2 separate regions of the Sus scrofa genome follow, and region 1 is linked to region 2. A link is a contact called in public HiChIP or PLAC-seq data. All regions are on one chromosome and are shown on one strand. Each heading gives the region's core, a stretch centred on a gene start, on an enhancer-like site or on the middle of the called end of the contact. The rest is flanking DNA. Distances are from core to core; before and after follow the strand shown.

Region 1 (4,606 bases), core at 141-2,640, 880 kb before region 2:
GCTTTTTTTCTGAAAAGCCTTCCACTACTTATTGAATACTTACCAAGTGCAAGAAACTGAAGGAGACCAATACAGGGCAAGTTCTCTAGCCAGAAGGAGCTTACCATCTACAAGGGGTGTGGCAGATACGCAATGACAATAGCTAATATTGCGGGAGTGCTTACTATATGCAACTAAACACTTCATACATATTAACTCACATAATCCCCACAACAACCATAAGGAAAGTACTATTATCTCCATTATATGGAGCATGAACAGAGAGGTTAAGTAGCTTGCCTAGATCTGCCCAGATTAGTAAATGGCAGCACTAGAATTTAAACCTAGGTTGTCTAGCTCCAGAGCTAGGTTCTTAACTGGGCATTTTCTAAAACTGTAATATTGCCAACAAGATACAGAAGCATAGGAAAGGGAGATGAATTTTAACCAGAGTGAGGGTTAAGGCATAGCTTTATGGAGGAGGCATTTGTTCTGGATCTTGAAGGTCAATAGGTGGAGAGAGGGGTTGGGGAAGGAACAGGCAGACTAAAAGAAGATTTTGGGTACCAGCCAGCTGATGGCAGCAAGATCTGGTTGAGTGCCTGTGTGGGAGAAAAGCTGGAGGGGGCGGCTGCGCCCATATTCTCAAGATCCTTGAGGATCAAGCCCTGTCAGATAGGAAGGGGAGAAAACGCCCGCAATTGGAAGAGTGGCAGAAAGGAACTCCTGGACACTTCCTCTTATCTTGCCTTGCTTTGCCTCTCGTCATGTCTTGCCTCCTGTCTGAAACCAAGGCAGGTGGCCCACCCACATTTCTCTCAGGCAGAGAAGGTCAAGGTCGCCCGCGCGGGCTCCGGAACGGCACGATTGGCAGAGGACTCCCGTCCCGAGTGCAGACGCCGGATTTGGCTGCTAGCCTGAGCCAGGCCAGGATGGGTCAGGAATGTACGCACTCTGCGGCGTGGCAGCTAGAACACCAGTTCTGTGGGTACCAGAAGGCCGGTCCTCCGGAATTCCCGCGGGCCACCGCCTGCTAATCTCTTGGCCCTTGAAGGTCGAGGAAACCGCCTCGCGGTACGACTGCCGCTCGGCTCCTTCCTTCAGCACCGGTAGGGCCAAGGAACAACAGCCTCAGTGATAGGAGGACGCTCTGCCAATCAGCCATAGACCCGCCCCATCTCGGCCGGCGTACAGTGCATTGGTTGCATCATTACCGGCCTCTGACAAGGTTCTCTTCTTGGATTGGCTAATAGCATCCCCTCCCTCCTGGCCTTTTTTGTCAGAAGCTCACGATTGGTTAACAGCTTTGCCAAACTCCCGACACGGCTCGACCATTGGAGGCCGTGGGCCCGCCCCCGCCTACTAGGTGAAGGTGAGAGTCTCCTCCAGTTGCAGCGGTTGGACGGTACCGAGCGGCTCCGGGCGCGAGGTGAAAGCTCCCGGCCGACTCCTGCTCTCTAGCTATGGCACCTCCATCAGTCTTTGCCGAGGTTCCTCAGGCCCAGCCGGTCCTTGTCTTTAAGCTCATTGCTGACTTCCGGGAGGATCCGGACCCCCGCAAGGTCAACCTAGGAGTGGGAGGTAAGGATGCAGTGCCCAAGTGTGTGAACAACCTGGGAGTGGAGCGGACCTAACTTGGGCTATGGGGACCGTAGGAGATGCCGAGGCCCACCTTGGTTCTGTCGGAGAGGTGGCAAGATCCACGAGGCTTGGTTCCATCTGCCCATTTTACAGATGGCCATATGGAGTCCTTGAAAAAGGGAGACGTATCTATGTACACACAGGAAGGTGTAGCAATCAGGACACAAACTCAGTTTTTCCGATTCTCTATTGTGTGTGTTATACTGCGTCCTTTCCCTAGGGAAAGGATGATTGAAAGGAGAGAGGGGAAAATAGAACGTTTGATATCAGGCTTGGAGACCTGATAGCTGGGGAATGGATAAAGGAGAACTCGTAGTCCTAGGGAGCGCTGATCTGGGTCGGTAAATATTTGACTGACTACCAGGTGTCAATCAGGCACTTTACCAAACCCTGTAAAAGACTGAGGCTTGGTTTTGGCTCCAAGGAGATTAAAATCAGCAGTGATAAAATAGAGATCTAAAATTCTTTCGAGACACGTTAATGCTCTTTGGGACGATCTGGGAAGAATGTGGTGGGAACGGGCAGGGATGGTGAAAGGAGTGGAAAGAATATAGATGGTGAAAAGGAGTGCGATGCATCACTTTGCACACATCTTTGTCTTTATTTCTTGTTTGTCTTTCTTGGACCTTGGATAGGTCAGAGCATGGGCCTTCAATTTGCCTTACTGCTAAGAAAAAGACTTGGACTGGAGTGCCTCTGAAATTTAACTCTAATCTTAATCTTCTCTGGTGAATGTATTATTTCTGTCACTGTCATTTGGATGTTTGAAGCCACACAGACACTCAACAACACCCAAAGACCAGCCAGGGAGAAGAGAGTGAATAGGATGATGTTCTGTGCTAGGGAACAAACTTAGAGCAAAAGGACTAGAAATTTTGAAAAGAGAAAATTGAACTGTTTTGTAGCAGAGACGCAGTGGCGAGAAGGAGGTTCAGAATTAGGTGTCTTACAAGTGACTGTGTCTGTCCATAGGACCTGTTAAAGTCTTCACCAAGGAGTATGGGGGATGAGTGAGAAGAAAGCCTTTAGAAAGTTCTTGGTTTGTTGAAAGCTGGATAATGGGTACATGGGCATCCATTATATTATTTTTATAATTTTTGTATATATTTGAAATTTTCCATAATAAAGCATTTAAAAAAAGCCAGTTCTACATAGTTTCACCCACAGAGGGAAGGTAATGTTTTTAGCAACAAGCAGAATAGAGTAACATTGAAAGATTGCCTTGAATTGAATTGGAATGGTCGCTCTTCAAGCTCTTTATCTATCCAAAACTTCCAAATATGTCTTTAGGGCTCCATTTATCAGGAAGAACTAATATTGATATTAATCTAAATACATTTTTTTTAAAACCTCAGGTTTTATTGTCTCAATTACCTTTAAACTGTCTTTCAGGGTTTTGGTGAGGATCAAATGCTTTTAAAGTGCTTAGACCAGTGTATGACACATAAGTAGGAGTTATATAAGTATTAGATATTGCTCTTGTTTTGGTATTTGGAGGGGTCACATAAAAGATGTTTAATGAAATTTTTCAGCTCAAGAACTGCAAAATAAAATAATTTCTAACACTGGTTCCAGAATAAATTGTTCATGCAGAGAAAAAGCACCCTGCCAGCCCAGACAGAAGTGAGTGATTGGCTCAGAAGCATACTCTGCAGCCCAGATGGTGGTCACTTCAACCGTGACAGTGTCTTTGTCATGTTTTTCTGGAACCAAGGAATTCTTTCTCTTTACTACAAGCCAGTGATCTATGCATTTGGTGCTAGACTCTTGGAGGGTTGTTTATTACTATTACTGTTTTAGAGATAAGGAGGCCAAAGCCCAGATTGATGAAGCCTTTTGGCCCAGGTCATATGACTATAGATGGTAGAGCTGGGTGGGGTACCAGGCTACATCTCTCAGGTCCCTGGGTCTCTGCCCTCTCCTCTATTTTGGGCACCTTCAGGTGGTCCAGAGGGAGCCAGGGCACTGTAGTGGGAGGAGCCAGGAGACCTGGGTACAGGCCCAGGCCTGCAGCCCAGTGAGGTGACCTTGGGAGTGTTATTTAACATCCCCAGACTTAATCTCTTAAATAAGGAGCCAGGATGGAATGACGCCTCTCTAAAATTCTTCTCTAAGATTCACTAGCACATTACATGACTGCAGTATAGGATATAATGTTAGTGACCTCATCAGTTGACTGAGAATTAAATGAATAATTTCATGGGAAATATGATATTATATGAAAATTGTTATATAAAAGTTATTTCTGATGATTCCTGTGACATCTTTTTTTTTTTTTGTGCTGACAGGTGTTCAGATAAGGGCCTCATTGAAGTATAGTAGAATAAGAGGTCTCTTTATGGCTTTCATATGTCCTAGCTCTGTTTATTATACACATCCCAAAGTATATCCTTTGTGAAGGAAATGTAATTAATCTCTGGCTTTGGGGAAGGTACTTTTTTTTTTTTTTCCCTGATTTAAGAGAAAGCCTAATGGAAATTATTCAGCTCACCTTCTAGTGATGATGGACATTTAGAATAAACACAACTCTAATCTCCTTAGCTCGTTCCTACTTGGAGATAGTCTCCCCAGAGATTTTCTTCTTGCTGTGACTATTTGCATAATTTCCACATAGTTAAACACAGCAGAGCATCCCATTTTGCTCCATTAAATATAACGCTTCTCTGAGTTGACCATTTCAGTGCTTCTCAAAGCTTCAGAAAGTGACTTTAAGGGCAGGGGAGACAAGTCCAGCCTGATGCAGCCCGAGGCAAGACATTTCTCCATAGACTGCAGTCCCTTTCTCCTGTAAACTTGGCTTTCTTTTGTTCCAAATAAACTGTGCTTGCTTTGTTTTTTTTTTTTTTTTTTTTTGTCTTTTTGCCATTTCTTGGGCCACTCCCGTGGCTTATGGAGGCCCCCAGGCTAGGGGTCCAATCGGAGCTGTAGCCACCGGCCTACACCAGAGCCACAGCAACTCGGGATCCGAGCCACGTCTGCAACCTAC
Region 2 (4,956 bases), core at 91-2,590:
GCCCCAGGGGCCTTGCTCTGATTGCCTCCCCTCTGTTTTTGCAGCTACAAGGGGGGCGGGTGCCGCAAGCCAGACCTTTTGCCCTGGGTCGTCGTGAGAGCCCTGTGGGTCGTCACGCCTGGGCCTCCCGTCCAGCAGGGGCAAGGCCGAGGCTCTGAGGGAGTGGGCCTCCTGAGACGGGGCTGCTGGCCGGGGGAAGCGACTGCTGCAGGGGCAGTTTCCTGGGAGGATGGTGATTTGGGCGTAGGAGGTTTTCCTCAGGTTGGCCCAGTGTCATCTGGAGCTCCAGTGAGTCCTGTGTTCCCTTCCTAGAGCAGGATAGAGAGAACAGGGAATTAACAAAATGACTCCAGTGGTTCTCTTTCCAACAGCCTTTTGAAATTAAAAAAAAAAAAAAAGCGGAACCTAATGTCCAGTGAAAAGCATTCCTGTTTTTCCAGGTATATGTCAGTTAGGCCAGTCATGCAGGTGATGTTGTAAGTCTCATGTTGCACAGGATGCTAAGCCCCCAACAGCACTTTCTTGCCTTTTACTTGTTTACAATGTTTGGCTTCCTAATTAAACTTCAGTTTTATATTGTTCCTGCCTTCGTGATCAAAATGTGAATGATTCTGGAACCAGTTTAGTTCACCCTGTCATTTGAGGAAGGGAAGCTGGGACATAAGTAAAATGACCCTCTATCTCTATGTAAGAAAGCAGTTTGCAAAGGATGTGCCTGCCTGGTGACTCCTGAACTCTCACTAGAACCCTGGAGGGAGGTGGAGCTGGTGGTGGCTGAGGCAGAGATGTTTATGTGCTTTGGCAGAGCCCAGACTAGAACCAGGTCTCTGATGCCTTTTGCGATGGTTTACTGCCATCTGTTGCATCATCCTAGGATACCTAGTCTGTCTCCTTAGGATGTGCTGTCTCTTAGTAGTCCTCACAGCAAGCTCCCTGGGGCTGCTCAGGGTGGGTTTGCTGACCGCACCATGGCTGGGAGTGACCCACAAAGAAATGAGATTAGTCAGTGGGCATTAATGTTTGTGGATATCTGCTATGTCCAAAGGACCATGCTGGCTGGGCTTGTATTCTCCATTGGGGAGGGCAGGATCTGGGCCACTGGCAAAACTCCTGGTAGTGGGGAGCTTGCTCTGAGCAGACTGCCCAAGGGCCAGAGAGAGACCTTTGACCATTCAGTCCTTCACCACCTTATCCCCTCCTGGGAACCAGGAGCTGTTGGAATGAGAACCTCTTCTTGCCTGTGACCTCCCTGTGTGAAGTGTCTGCAGGTCCCCTGATGATATGCTGCTCTCATGAGCCGGTCACCGAGTCTGTCTACTGCAGTCCTTCCTGAACCTTTGACTGTCCGGAAGCTCCACAGTGCTCCTTGCCAAGGTAGGTGGTCCTGCCTGAGCTGGAGGCAGGCAGCCCCCACCCTGGGGCTCCTCAGGCTGGGGGAGGTGGACAGGGTGAGGCAGGCGAGGGACCAAGCTCTCGAAAGCTGTGCAGAGCCCACTCATCCCCACCCCCTACCCCAGCTCTGCATCCTGATGTCACCTTTGCCTGTTCTGTCCTTCCTCCCTTGCATCCAGGCAGTCTCAAGGCCTCTAAGACTCTAAGCTACACCTTTTAAATCAGCCCTTCCTCCCCTGGCCTCCACTAAGGAGTGGACTCTCTTTCCTCCACCCGGACAACTGGTCTCCTTAACCGTGACCCCACCCATTCATGACACAGACCCTCACCAGCCTACCAGCGCGCTCTGCTCTTCACGGCCTCCATCCTCCAGCCCATACACCCCCTTCCAATCAGGCCAGCCCCTCAAGTCCCCATCTTTGCCACACTCACCTGGGAGTGTGCAGAGCAGCCTCTTCCAGGCCCACCTGCCCTCATCCAGCAACCTTTGCATCACACTCCATTGCTCTCCCAGTCTCTGCCTGTGTCAAGAAATTCCATGGGAATAGGCTACATTCTTTGCATTTTACTGTGCTGGAAACACCACAAGGCGAGGTGCTAAACCAACTGGAGATTTAGGAAGAATTCAGTAAGTACCCCTAAGCGGATCACACAGGGGATCCTAGTGAATGTAACTGCGCCAAGACCTCGAGTGGCTGTGATCCTATTGAGGAAACAGAATGTCCAGCCACAGAAGAGTTAGAGCAGCGCTTCCTCACAGTTGTCACATCTTAGCACATGTGGTCATGTCTGTGCAGCATGCTGCGGTGGAGGAGAAAACTTGATGGCCCTTTGCCTGGGACAAGCAGCTTGCCTGAGAGCTCACCAGGCTGCTGCGAGGGTTGAGAAGATCAATGTCTTGCAGCACCTCGGGGCCGGGCTCAGCATAGAAAGCTGTGGATTAAGAGCCTACCAGTTGGTGAATAAGACAACACGTATCATGAAGCATTAAAATGTGTGGCACAGAGGGTTCCATGCGTGGGTGGCCGGGAGGGAGGTCTGGAAGGGCCAAAGGTACTGGTGCTGGTGGCTGAGGAAGCAGCAGCTACACAGGGCTGAGAGTGAACCATGGCCAAGGCCACACAGCCTCTGTGTCCACCAGAGCTGGAGGAACGTGTGAATGAAACTCCTATAAGGCTGCATCCACTCCTTGTGGGCTTTGAAGCTTGTCCTGGAGCTGTTTCAGGCTTGAGGAGAAACACCTTTCTGGACCTTCCAGAGGGAGGTGCACTAGCTGCCCTCCCTTCCAGACCAGACCCCTTTGCAGTCGACCCCCTGTCCAGATCAAGAGCTAGGTCTCTCTTTACATCTGGCTCCAGCAGGACGGTGGTGGGTCTGTTGCTGTGGTGAGAGGGGCCGGATTATGCAGGAAAGAGCCCCAGCCTTGGCATCAGACAGATCTGGGTTTAAATCCCACCTCTGCCTCATCAAATCCTGTCTGTAAAATGGGAATAACTGAAGATTCCTGCTTTATCAAGTTGCCATGAGGAAATAACACCAGGAAAGCCCTCACGGCTGTGCCTGGCACACACTGAGGGCTACTAGGTGTTTGCTGGGATTCTGATCCTTTTTATTACTCAGGCCTTGCTTGGATGTGGGGCTGGGAGGTGGCCTTGACCTTACTTCTCCTGGCAGATGAAGTGCGTCTTGGTGGCCACGGAGGGTGCCGAGGTCCTCTTCTACTGGACAGATGAAGAGTTTAAAGAAAGTCTGCGGCTGAAGTTTGGGCAGTCAGAGAATGAGGGAGAAGAGGTGAGTGCTGTCAGAGAAGGAGGGAGAAGAGGGTCGAGGGATGGACAGGAGGGGACAGCACAGAATTGCAAGACGCAGCAGAGCCCCCCATCCCCTCCCCACTGCCAGCCCAGCCCGAGGGAGCAACAGGGCGCGTTTGTGGTCCAGCGCATCCTCACAGGTCAGCCCTTGATGCTCTGGAGGGCAGCGACCCCACCCTCACCCCCTAGGGCTCCCTGGGCTAAATGAGGGCCGGAGGAGGTGGGAGAATTTTAATCACAAAACCAACCGAGAAGCCTGATGTCCTCAGTGTCTCTACCTAAAAAGATTAGCATAAGCTTAACACTTTAATGTTTATGACAACTCTGTGAATTCCTACCCTACTCTACATTTTAAAGGAGTAATTTATTTTGAAAAATTTTCCGGATTAATTTCTGATTAACAGCTTTTTATTGGGAGCAGCAGAGAGAGTCCTTGCTAGTCTGCGGTGGCACAGACAGGTTCCCTCCTCTCCGTGCCCTTCCTGCCCCCGAAGCCCTGGTCATCGGCTGGGCCAGCTCCACGTCAGCAAGCTAATCCACCTCAGCGTCACTGATAGTCTTGTTACCATCTGTAGGAATACAGCAACATATCAGCGGTCATAGCTAGTTAAGTGGTGTTATTTAAAGCTAAAACCCAGGTCTGTTAGGCTTCTTTATATTTTAGCAATTAATACATATAAGTTTTTCATAAAGAATTTTAATGTATTTTAGTTCTTACACCAGTATACCCATTTGGTTGATTTAAGAGGGAAGCTATGTAATAGTGTTTCCCTTCCTCTTTATTAAAAACCTCGTAAAGGAACAAATCCTGATTTTTCAGTTCCTAAATGACTAATGGGAAGGAAAAAAGTCTTCAGAGTTTTATGTCTCAAGTACTCAACATTTTTTCCCCCTGATCCTGTAAATAATGTGAATTAATCATAGGAAATTTGGAGATACAGAGAAATAGTTTTTAAATGACCCATAATTCTACTACACTGAGTTATTAGCACTTCAATATATTTTCTTTGGATCCTTATCTTTTATGTATAGTTGGGATTATACCAGATTTACAGTTTTATTTCCTGTTTTTTTTGCACTCACCATTATAGCAAAAGCGTTATTCCATTTTCTTAAATGTTTTCAAAAGCCTAAATCTTAATGGAAACATTATATCCAGTGTATGAATAAATGTATTGTCGTTTATTTAACCATTTCCCGGGAACTGGACATGTATACTGCTTCTAGTTTGCTCTAGTGATTGATGCAGGGAACATTTGTGCTTGAATTTTATCCCACATCTCATTATTCCCTTAGAATAAATTGCTAAAAATAGAATCATCCATTCCTAAGCCATTCAAAGATGTGGTACCACTGTTTAGTCTCATCAAGTAATACACGAGAACGCTTGTCACACTGTATGCCTACACCGAAGAATATCATTCCCCCAACCCAAAGAATTCTTGTTACACCCCTCTGCCTACAGAAAAAGCTGCTACTTTTTTTTTTTTTTTTTTTTTTTGCTTTTTTTAGTCCCACACCTGTGGCATATAGAGGTTCCTAGGCTAGGGGTCAAATTGGAGCTACAGCTGCTGGCCTACACCAGAGCCACAGCAACACCAGATCCGAGCCACATCTTCGACCTGCACCACAGCTCCTGGCAATGCCAAATCCTTAACCCACTGAGGGAGGCCAGGGATCGAACCTGCAACCTCATGGGTACTAGTTGGATATGTTTCAGCTGCACCACAACGGGAACTCCCAAAGCGGTTAC

Evidence for each region. HiChIP or PLAC-seq counts read pairs in DNA pulled down with a chosen protein or histone mark.
Region 1: an H3K27ac HiChIP or PLAC-seq map of skeletal muscle shows a contact between it and region 2, with 5 times the contacts expected there. The contact joins the promoter of GOT1 here to the promoter of HPS1 in region 2. A contact is called at or near these places in 2 of 5 promoter capture datasets (fetal skeletal muscle and liver) and 1 of 2 datasets of contacts at active chromatin or transcription factors (skeletal muscle).

Annotation. Positions count from the first base shown.
Region 1 is chr14:110,632,609-110,637,214 of Sscrofa11.1, reverse strand. It overlaps GOT1 (glutamic-oxaloacetic transaminase 1), which reads left to right and starts at 1,390. Exons shown (of 9, transcript NM_213927.1): 1 at 1,390-1,560. The coding sequence starts at 1,443.
Region 2 is chr14:109,750,096-109,755,051 of Sscrofa11.1, reverse strand. It overlaps HPS1 (HPS1, biogenesis of lysosomal organelles complex 3 subunit 1), which reads left to right and starts at 1,340. Exons shown (of 19, transcript NM_001098587.1): 1 at 1,340-1,374; 2 at 3,067-3,183. The coding sequence starts at 3,067.